Linked DNA regions of Mus musculus: region 2 is linked to region 1. A link is a contact called in public Hi-C data. All regions are on one chromosome and are shown on one strand. The core of a region is the stretch at or near the end of the contact, and the rest is flanking DNA. Distances in the headings are between cores, read along the strand shown. Region 1 holds the start of N4bp2l1 (NEDD4 binding protein 2-like 1). Region 2 overlaps 1700028E10Rik (RIKEN cDNA 1700028E10 gene).

The links. A called contact is a pair of places that touch in the nucleus more often than the background predicts.
Region 2: a contact with region 1 is called in a Hi-C map of liver, with 1.9 times the contacts expected there. The contact joins the enhancer-like site here to the promoter of N4bp2l1 in region 1. A contact is called at or near these places in 4 of 39 promoter capture datasets (the 3T3-L1 cell line, cranial neural crest and liver), 1 of 484 Hi-C or Micro-C datasets (liver), 2 of 115 datasets of contacts at active chromatin or transcription factors (astrocytes and hepatocytes) and 1 of 9 other capture datasets (adipose tissue).

Annotation. Positions count from the first base shown.
Region 1 is chr5:150,591,904-150,596,655 of GRCm38.p6, forward strand. It overlaps N4bp2l1 (NEDD4 binding protein 2-like 1), which reads right to left and starts at 2,622. Exons shown (of 5, transcript NM_133898.4): 1 at 2,361-2,622. The coding sequence starts at 2,533.
Region 2 is chr5:151,407,423-151,412,174 of GRCm38.p6, forward strand. 1700028E10Rik (RIKEN cDNA 1700028E10 gene) reads left to right here. Exons shown (of 4, transcript NR_045700.1): 3 at 453-645. All of the region lies in intron 1 of Gm3704 (predicted gene 3704), which reads left to right. It also overlaps a transcript of Stard13 not described here. Among named protein-coding and RNA genes, the nearest start is that of Gm3704, 3.3 kb to the left of the region's middle. Within about 2 kb of position 2,744, at least 12 of the 459 cell types and tissues checked have an H3K27ac peak or open chromatin away from gene starts, as enhancers often do. A contact at or near this core is called in hepatocytes and liver, where this site is marked.

The sequences.
Region 1 (4,752 bases), core at 1,372-3,871:
AGAAAATGTTGAAAGCATATAGATAAAATGACCCTCAGGATCCAGTAAGGACATAATAACCGTACAGTGTCTCCGTTCTACATGGTGTTATTTAAGGCAATCTTCTATTCTTCTCTCTCCTATTCCCTCCCTGGAAAACATGGTCTGGGAAGGTCTTGCTGTGACTTCCAGACTGGTTCTTACTTGCAACCCACCCTGCGGAACTTTATATATAAACCCACAGCCCACCGGGAGGCATGCCAAGGCTTACATTGCCCCTTACAGTAGGGGGCCGAGTCCATGGTTTGCCTCCTCTGGTCACAGCCAATGCCTCTGTAACTCCGAGGGCTTGTCCTGCCAATCAGTCACCTAACCAGTGACTACATCTCCAGTGAGTGGCAGAGCTTGGCTAGGAAGCCATACTTGACTCTTTAGATCTGGCAACAGGAAGTTACGAGAAAGATTCCCATTGAACCCTCTAACTTAATCACCTCTTAGTAGTCACAGAGAGGCGTCATGGTTGCTTAAGACAGCAGCTAGCTAGTGATGAGGTAGATCTACAGCAGGCTTCTGCCTTCAGGCCGGGGCTCACCCAATCTGTCCCTACGGGTGTTTAATGAGATGTTCTCTTGTCCGATGTCTTCTGCTTAGTCAAATGTCAAGCAGGAATTAAAATCCTAGAAGTGTAGAAAAGGAGAGACAGAAAGGACCCTTAAAAGGCTCCCCGGGCCAAGCCCTGGCTTTCCAGTGCTGACTCTCGGCTTCTTTTCTTCCCTATTCTCTGATCCTCACACTACTTCCTCTCTCAGCGATTAGAGATGCCATGGCTAAAAGTTACTTCCTTCTCTGACTTTGAGCGTGTGGAGAATTTACAGGCTGTCAAAGTGAAAGTGAGATCGAACAAGGGTTGGCATCCTGAAAACACCCGGTAACAGATGTACCCTCTGTGAATTGCTGGATCACAAAATAACCAAGTTGTCCCGGGTTCCAAGGAGGCTCTCCACTTGGAACCCAACCTACCACTGCCAGGAGCTTCCGGAAAGAACCTACGGAAGGGTGTCTCAGAAAAGGGTACCAGTGTGGCCTTCGCAAGTCATCTATCCCTCTAAGATGCAAAGGTAGCAATTTTCGTTAGCTGGCTGCTTCTCCACAAATCAGCTAGAACCCCAATACAAATTGTCAGTCCCTTATCTGGCCGTGTCAGTTTCCCCATCATCCACATCCAAAAGATTCGGGCCCTCCCCCTATGATCACTACCTGGTGCCATGGAAATCAGCATGTGACCGCGGGCTACCTTGATTCTTCAGCGGTTCCAGGGTCCTAGGGCTAGCCTTATCTGATGAGAAGGGAAGCAAGCACACAGGTGGCAAGTGACTGCTTCTATCGACTAGTGTGTGCCCGATAACGTTCACGGAGGGTAAGACATGGCCCCTATCTTCAAGTATCTCACAGAAGGCAAAAGCAACCGTGTGCAAACCTAAGCGCAGTCACAGAGATGTAAACAGGAGCCAAGACGCTGAGAAGGGCGGGCGGCTTCTACGGCAGGGTGAGGCAGCTGCGAGGGGAGGTAATAGAACCGGTTTTAAAAGGCTAGTGAGACCAGTCGGGCAAAGGGTGACGGTGGGAAAGCCAGGCAGGAGGGTCAGCATCCTCAACCCCAGCAAGGAGAGAGAAACAGTCCAACGTTGCTGGAATACCAAGTGCAGGGCAGGAAGTGGAGGGCGTTCAGGCTGGAGCGGTGGGCCTAGCAAGGTGCAGCAGGCAGCAAGCCCGCGCAGTTCTCTCTGCCCGGGTACCCGAAGGGCCGCTTACGCAATTCGCGAGTGATCGAATTTGGGCGCCCGCGGAGAGGCTGTCAGTGACGGTCGGTGGTGGCGCCGCCAGCCCCCCGCCCCCCTCCCCAGAGCACCTGTGCGCCTTCGCAGCCGCCAAAGCAGCCGCAGGCTGCGCCGATCCACCAGATCTCAAAGCGGGCCCCCGGCCAGCGCCGCGCGGACCCCCGACCCGGACATCCCCGAACTCGCTCCGGTGACAGCGCCTGTGGGCGCCGTGGCGGCTGCCTGCGCGCCAGCGGGCGGGGAGCGGGTTTCTCTGCAGTCACCACCAGCTTTTCCCGAAGAGCAGTCCCCGCGGGCCTCCCCGACCCGGGGCTGGGGACGAAGGTTGCCGGGGAGTTGGGGGTGGAGGGGTGGGCACCAGGCCCGGCGCGGCGGGGAAGGGCCGGCGGCGGCGTCTTGGGGCTTGCGCAAGGCGCACTGCCGAGGTCCGTCCTCCCGGGCCGGCGCGCGGCAAAGCTCTCGGGCGCGCGGGGCAAGGGCAGGGGCGGCGCGCGGAGCCGCTCGGGGCAGGAGCGCGAGTGGGCGCCAGGCCGCTCTCATTACCTGGCCAGCGTGGTTTTTCCCGAGCCCGGGAGGCCGCGCAGGAGGTAGAGGTGTTTCCTAAAGCTGTGGCGGCGCGGAGGTGGCCCCCGAGCGGGCGGCGGCCGAGGAGGCGGCTGCTGCTGCCGCTGTTGGAGGCTCAGCCTCCCGAACGATTCCAGAAAACTGTCCTCCATGGGGAGGGGGCTGGCGGCGAGGGCCCTGAGCTCCCTTCCTGAAGTCACGGTCTTGGCCAAAGCTGTTGTTTTTGTGACTCTCCGGCCATGTGATAGATGGAGGGGCGGGCGCTCGGAGCCCGGCCCCTCCTCCCCGGCCCCGCGAACCGCGGGAGGGGGCGTCTCTACCTGTGAGGCCCCGGCGCTGCCGGGGAGTCTGACAGCCCGGGGAAGCGTGGGTGACGCAGCCCCCAGCGCTCCCTCCAGCCCCCCGCCGCCTTCCGCAGCCCTTCCCAAGGGAAGGGGCCTGGCCCCGGGGACACAGTGGGAGGTTTCCCTGCAGTCACTGTGGAAGCCCAGCCCTCTGCCACGGCTCTGCCTCATCTCACTTCAGACCGGCCTAGACCTTGAAAGTAAATACTTTCCGTGGGAGATTAGAGAATGTGACCAGCGCATCCGAGCAGTCACAGTAAAGACTGTTGTCTCCCCTACTGCCTGTGAATCAGTCAGCACCTGGCTGGGGTCCCAAGGACTGAGGTACACTCCTTCAGGGTCCTGTACGTTTCCTTAGTACCGGTACCGGCCTGCCAAAACTATCCTTAAAAGCTGTATGCAACTTTTAAGTCTCTTGTTACTCCTTGGGTCTCGGGTGGACTCAGGAGGCTTCATGAACACCTTCCGCTGCCACATAGCAGGGGAGATTGTCATGGTACCATTTATATAAAACCAAATTCAAGTTGCAGGAGTTGGCAGCACCCACTGGCTGTGACTCTCCAGTATTTCCCTTTAGAAGCAATAGAATGGTCCTGGTTTTCAGAATGAAACTGTTCAAAATTTGCATACTAGAAAATCTGAGATATTGGTGGCTTTGGCTACAATTGTTGTAAAAATCAAAACATTTTGTGTCTGGCACCTAAGGTATGAGCATTATGAGAAGGAAGTGTGGAGAAAGAAGTAGTGTCTTTCTAAGACTCAGAACCTATGTCAAAATCAGAGATTTCCTGATGAGCGCGTTAGGAAGGGGCTGTGTACAAGGAGGGAGGACAGCTGCCTGTGCATCTCGCTGGCTTTGGACTTCCCCTGGGTTGGGGTGTGGAGCAGTCAGGTTGCTCCCCCGGGAATTCCCCTCCCGGAGTGAAGCTACTTCTTTAGTCCTTCTTTCTGTGTGCACATTAAGAGGAAGCACGAGGAATGGAGAAGACACATTTGTCCTAACAGCAGTGACCTTTAGCTTGTATACGTCCGGGTTCACATTTGAGGAAGTGAATCTCCTGCACCCTGAGCATACCCTTAGCACACGTTTACAAACGTGGTTCCCCTCAGCCTCAAATACTTTCTTTTTCATTCCAATCATCTGCTGTCCAGTAAGAAACATGGAGCATTTGGGGTGTGGATGGTACAAAATGGGGTTAAAGGGCTCGATTTGGCAGCACCTTAAAGTGGATGCAGAGCAGATTAGCATGGCCCCACAAAAATTCATGAAGTGTTCCATATTTTGGGGGGTCATGTCTTTCTTGTTGAGTATAGACCTTAACCTTGTTCACCCATTGATACCTGTTTTTCTAGAATAAAACAAAACAAAACAAACAAACCCTAAAATGTGTGGATTTTTTGTTTTTGGTTTTGGTTTTGGTTTTTTGGGGGGTTTTTTTTGTTTTTGTTTTTGTTTTTGTTTTTTTGTTTTTTGAGGTTTAAGGACTGAGGAGATAGATGGCTCAGTAGGCTAGAGTCTTAGAGTACAAGCATGAGGGCATGAGTTTGAATCCACAACCCCATGTAACAAGGAGGGCATGGCTGCACACGTAACCCTAGTGCTGAGAGGAGTGGAGATGACTGGCTTGGCAGAGCCCATTGATCAGCAGCTCCAGCTTCAGTGAGAGACCCTTTCTTAAAGGAATAAGACAGAGAGCATAAGGGAGACCCCTGATGTCCTCTGGTCTCTACATGCATGCTGCACAGCCTCATATGAGCACATACACTCACACCCACTCACACACAACGGAGAGATAGCTCAGGGATCAGGACTGGTGTTTGGTTCCCAGCAGCTACATGAAGTGGCTCACAAGCACCTGTAACTCTAGTTCCAGGGGATCTGTTGTACAGGGCTATCCTCTGGGCCAAACAACCCCGTTCGTTCTTGAGGTATTTAGCTGGTTTGGCTTGCACAAATCCAAGCCGGGCTGGTTGATAAGGAGAGCCACTGGACCCTCAGCTCCTTTCTGCCTGTTGAATGCAACTCT
Region 2 (4,752 bases), core at 1,494-3,993, 820 kb after region 1:
ATCTTTCGGTTAAATGGGTTCTTCAGAAAGTCTAAACAGGACTCTTCTGTCTGTTAGAGGTCAAAACTACAATTGATTATCAATTTTTTATTTTAATGAATTGAAAAGACACGAACTGTTTGAATAACCTTGTTTCCCTCTTGCCTATATTGGAAAGACTTCAAATATATTTTATTCATGCTGCAACCTGACTTATACCTCTAAGCTAAGCATTCTAAGAGGCGTCAACCCAGAGCATCTGAAATGTTTTGCCAAGGACCTGTCAGAACACCTTGAGAAAACAAACCACCCCATGATTCTAGTCTTACACAACATTAGTGATCTCACAGCTAAAATATGTCTGAACCATCCAATGGTAGAGGCTACTCAACAAATGCACAGACCTTTTCTTGTTGTTGTCGATAGATATTTTCTGAATTCCTTGAACTATTTCTAAACCATTGTATTTTCAGGTAATAGCTATCTTTAAAAGATTCTGTCCTGGGGATTGGAGAGATGGCTCAGCAATTGCAGAAGACCAGGGTTTGATTCCCAGCACTACATGGTGGCTCACAACCATCTGTAATTCTGATTTTAGGAGGATATGGTATCTTCTTCTGGCCTCTGTGGGCACTGAACACATGTGGTTCATATAAATACATGCAGGTAATAATCCTAGACTCCTAAAAATAAATCTTCAAATAAAATAAAGACTCCAGAACCCTTTATCCCAAAAACATTAATATGTGAGTGTCCTTTTCCCCTTTTGCATATAATAAAGTGCCTGAGAGCCTTGTTTTGGGAGAGTGAAGGCCAATGAGCAGTGTACCCTGTTGCTGGTTTTCTTATTGTATAATCACGTGACTATTTTCAGTGGTGATGAAAGAAACACCCTGTCACATGCTTATGCCTAGCTCTCTCCTGACTGGTCCATGAGGGTGGGTGTTTTTTTTGAGTCTGGAATAATTTATCATCCTGATAGCTAAACTCTGGTGCCACGCACACTGGAAAATGCCACGCACTCTGGTCAAGTCTGCTTGACAGGCTGAGAAGCCTGAAAGCACTCACTCTGAAAAGTGTGAGTTTCACAGAAACTCACCTCCTGGAGCTTTGGCATTCTCATTAACCTATATACTCATACCCTATTCCCGAGTTAGTCTGGTATATGGAACTACGAGCTCTCTTTTAATATTTTATTATAAATGCCTTTTAAGATTAAATTCTGATATAGTTAAGTCTCCTCAGTGTTCCAAGGTCTCAGAAGCCTATGAGCGTAGAATCCAGTAGGAATGCAGTAAAGAGGTTACCTATTCAGTAACTAATTAAGCATTACAAAAGATGGAGTCAGTGGCTGGGAGCTGGTCTGCAAAGTATTTGCTAGGGACTGTGGCAAATCGCACCCAAACAAGAGAATACCATGAAAGAGCCAGGGAATCCCACTGAGATAGAAATCTTCAGTACAGGCTACATTGTATATTAGAAGCAAGATTGATGAATTCTCCTAACAAATGGAGATTCTCTAGATACTTAAAAGTTACACTCATATAAGAATTTAGCAAGGCCTAGGAAATAGGGGGGTTGTGATATTGCATTATTCATGAGGCCTGCCAAGAGCAGAACACACCCCCCCCCCCCCCCCCCCCCGTGCTAGCCTTCACAAGGATCAAAGGTAGAGCACTAGAGTGTGAAATCCTTACCTGTCACTAAGCTGACCCTAGGCAGGACTGCTTTATCTTCTTTACTGTAAACATTTACCTGGTTCCTGTAAATCCTTTTGAAATCATTCCTTTGTTTTGTGTCAGGCAACTTCAATGTACTTTGCCTGCTGTGACTCCCGGACCCCTTGTATTTTCTGTACTATATAACACTGGTGTTTACTTTGTGAGAATACATTCAGATCACCCACCAACACCTTGCCCACCTGCCCCAGAGACTCGTTCCATGCAGACAAAGGGACCCAGAGGGTCTGCTGCACTCTGGGTCCTTCTAGTGCCAGAGCTCCTGAATAGCCCACACATTTCTTTTTCCTTCAACTGCAATCTACCCCTTAGAAATAAATGAGCTTTCCCTAAGCCCTGTAATTAGAATTCAAATGTAATATTCAAATAGCCTATAATTAGAATATAAATAGCCTCTAAGTAGCCCATGCAAATGAAGGTATTAATGAATTACAAATCACTAAAGGAAATAAAGGGGGTGGCAGGCCATCCCTATGCTGGTCCCCTCCAGCCATGCAGTTGTGTTCAACAGCCTGCTAGAAGTCAGGGTCTTTTGGCTGGGACAGACCTCAAACTTGCTTCAATAAGGGAAAAAAACAAAAAAAAACCCAAAACATGTTTTATATAATTCACAAATACCCCTGACACACACACACACACACACACACACACTACAAAATTTTTTGGTTCGTTTTGTTTGTGGTAGGTAGGGAAAGAACCCCCCCCCCCCCACACACACACACACACGTACACACTCCTTCCACACTGCTGCTTATTAAGTAAAACAATTCTTCTATGGCATTCCTACTGTGTTTTTAGAACTATTTTAGATACACGCTTTCTTTCATTGAATTTTCCAGGAGAAGACATGAAAGACCATTCTCATTCTCACTTGTAGACAGAAGAAAGCAGGACTCTAGAAAACCGACTTGTCCAATCTTGTAATTTTGGTAGTAAAACGTTGCTACATCCCAAACAGCTCACTGGAACAGAAATAGACTGTTAATGTTTTTTGGTCATGCCAATATAAAAGAGGAAAATAAATATTGACTCTAAGAATTAATCTCAAGGTTCAACTATTGCAACATAAGGGTAGATTTGGCTCTCACCTGTCAGTTGTAACTCCCATTCTGACCCCGCCCCCAGGCCCTTTGAAACTAATGCTTTATCTCTTACCACTTTATGCCTTTCTTCTCTCTTTTTTTTTTATTTTTTCATTAAATTTCAAATTAGCACAAAATATGCACAAGAAGGTAGCTAGAAGGATGATCATGTTAATAAGTTGGTGAGAGTTGTTGAGGCAGTCTTTGTGGATAGGGAACACACATTTACATGAGTGTACCTGTGTGTGTGCAGGTTTGCGTGACATGCTCTGTGTGTGAAGGCACAAGGACCAAGCCTTTCTTAATGGCTTCCCCTCAGGTCTCTCACTGAACCCAGAGCTCATGGAGTCAGCTAAACTAGCTGACCAGTACGAACTTCTTACTCGAGCCTCCTTAGTACTGGGATTATGGGTTCATTTGGCAATGCCTCGTTTCTCTTCCTTTGCTGTGATAAATACACTCTGACTAAAAGCAAAACAGCAACTTAGAGGAGGAAAGAGTTAATTTGGCTTAATCAGAAAACATGAAGGAATGCAGTTTGCTCGCTCTCTCTCTCTCTCTCTGTCTCTCTCTCTCTCTGGCTCCTGCTTTGTTAGCTTTCTTATATAGTGTAAGATGCACTGATCAGAGCATGGTGCTGCCCAGTGACTGTGCCCTTCTACACAAGACAATCAAGACAATCTCTTCACTGGCATGCCCACAGACCACCCTGATAAAGACAATTCTTTAACTGAAACTGTTTTTCAGGTGATTTTAGGCAGTATCAAATTTATAGTGAGTGCTGAGACACTAAACTAAAGCTATCTTTTTTTTTTTTTTTTTTTGATGGTTATACCAGGAGAGATGGATAGCAGTCTATAGGGTAGAAACTAAGGATTGTGAATAAAGTAAAAGCTTTTTTTTTAAAAATCTGAATTTAAAAATCTATGAGTGGAGGGCAGAGTTGAGGGAAGAAGAAGGAAGAGGAGAGAGATCTCGAGGGAAATGTTCAATATCTGTGGCACAAGAAGAGACCACGGAGACAGTGTGCTAATAGAGTAATCAGCTGCTGAGAAGGTGACTACAAAAAACTGAACTTCCAGTGTTCCAGGCACCCTGAGGGAACTTCTCAACAACCCTACAGAATAGTGAATGAATATGAGGAGCACTGTTCATACACCAAAGATCAGAGACCCCACATAACCTGCCCTGGGACACAGCCAGTCAGCAGCACTGCTGGGTAGGAAAAACATCTGGTTGAACCTGGTGTTCCAAAGAGCTGATGGGGGAGTTGGGGTGCCAGGATACTACAAGAGAGTTCTGGGAATAAGCAAACATGGGTCGCAGGTCGATACTTGCTTCTGAATAACTAAGGCCTAGAATAAGGAAGGCTGATTTTGACTGAGGCAAAAGGTCAGAGTGAATTTATACAAGAACAAAGTTTTGTCAGAGAATGACTATTTAGTTCTAAATAGCTGTCCTGTAGTGCATGCTGGGAAGAGATGCAGCACAGCTTTTTGCTGGAGAAGGAAGAGCAGGCCTGACGTTCTCACACACGCCTGTGTGCAAACAGCAGGTACTGCTGTACTGTGAGAGTCTCTTGAACGCCAATAACAAGTTGGCATTTTGAATAGTGCACACAGACAACACACATGCACACGTACAAATAGAACACTACACACATATAAATTTCACACATAGATAGGACACACAGCACATAGCACACATATACATAACAGACACAAACAGACAGCACCCATGGACACATACACACATAGATACCACACAACACAATACAGAAATCTCATACACAGACAACACACACTCAATAGCACACACATAGTACACAGACATATACATATTCAACCCACATATATGCATAGCATTCAGATAAACACACTTAAAAACATGCACATGACACACAGAGAGATAGCCTATACAGAGAGCACATGCAGACATATACACATGGCACA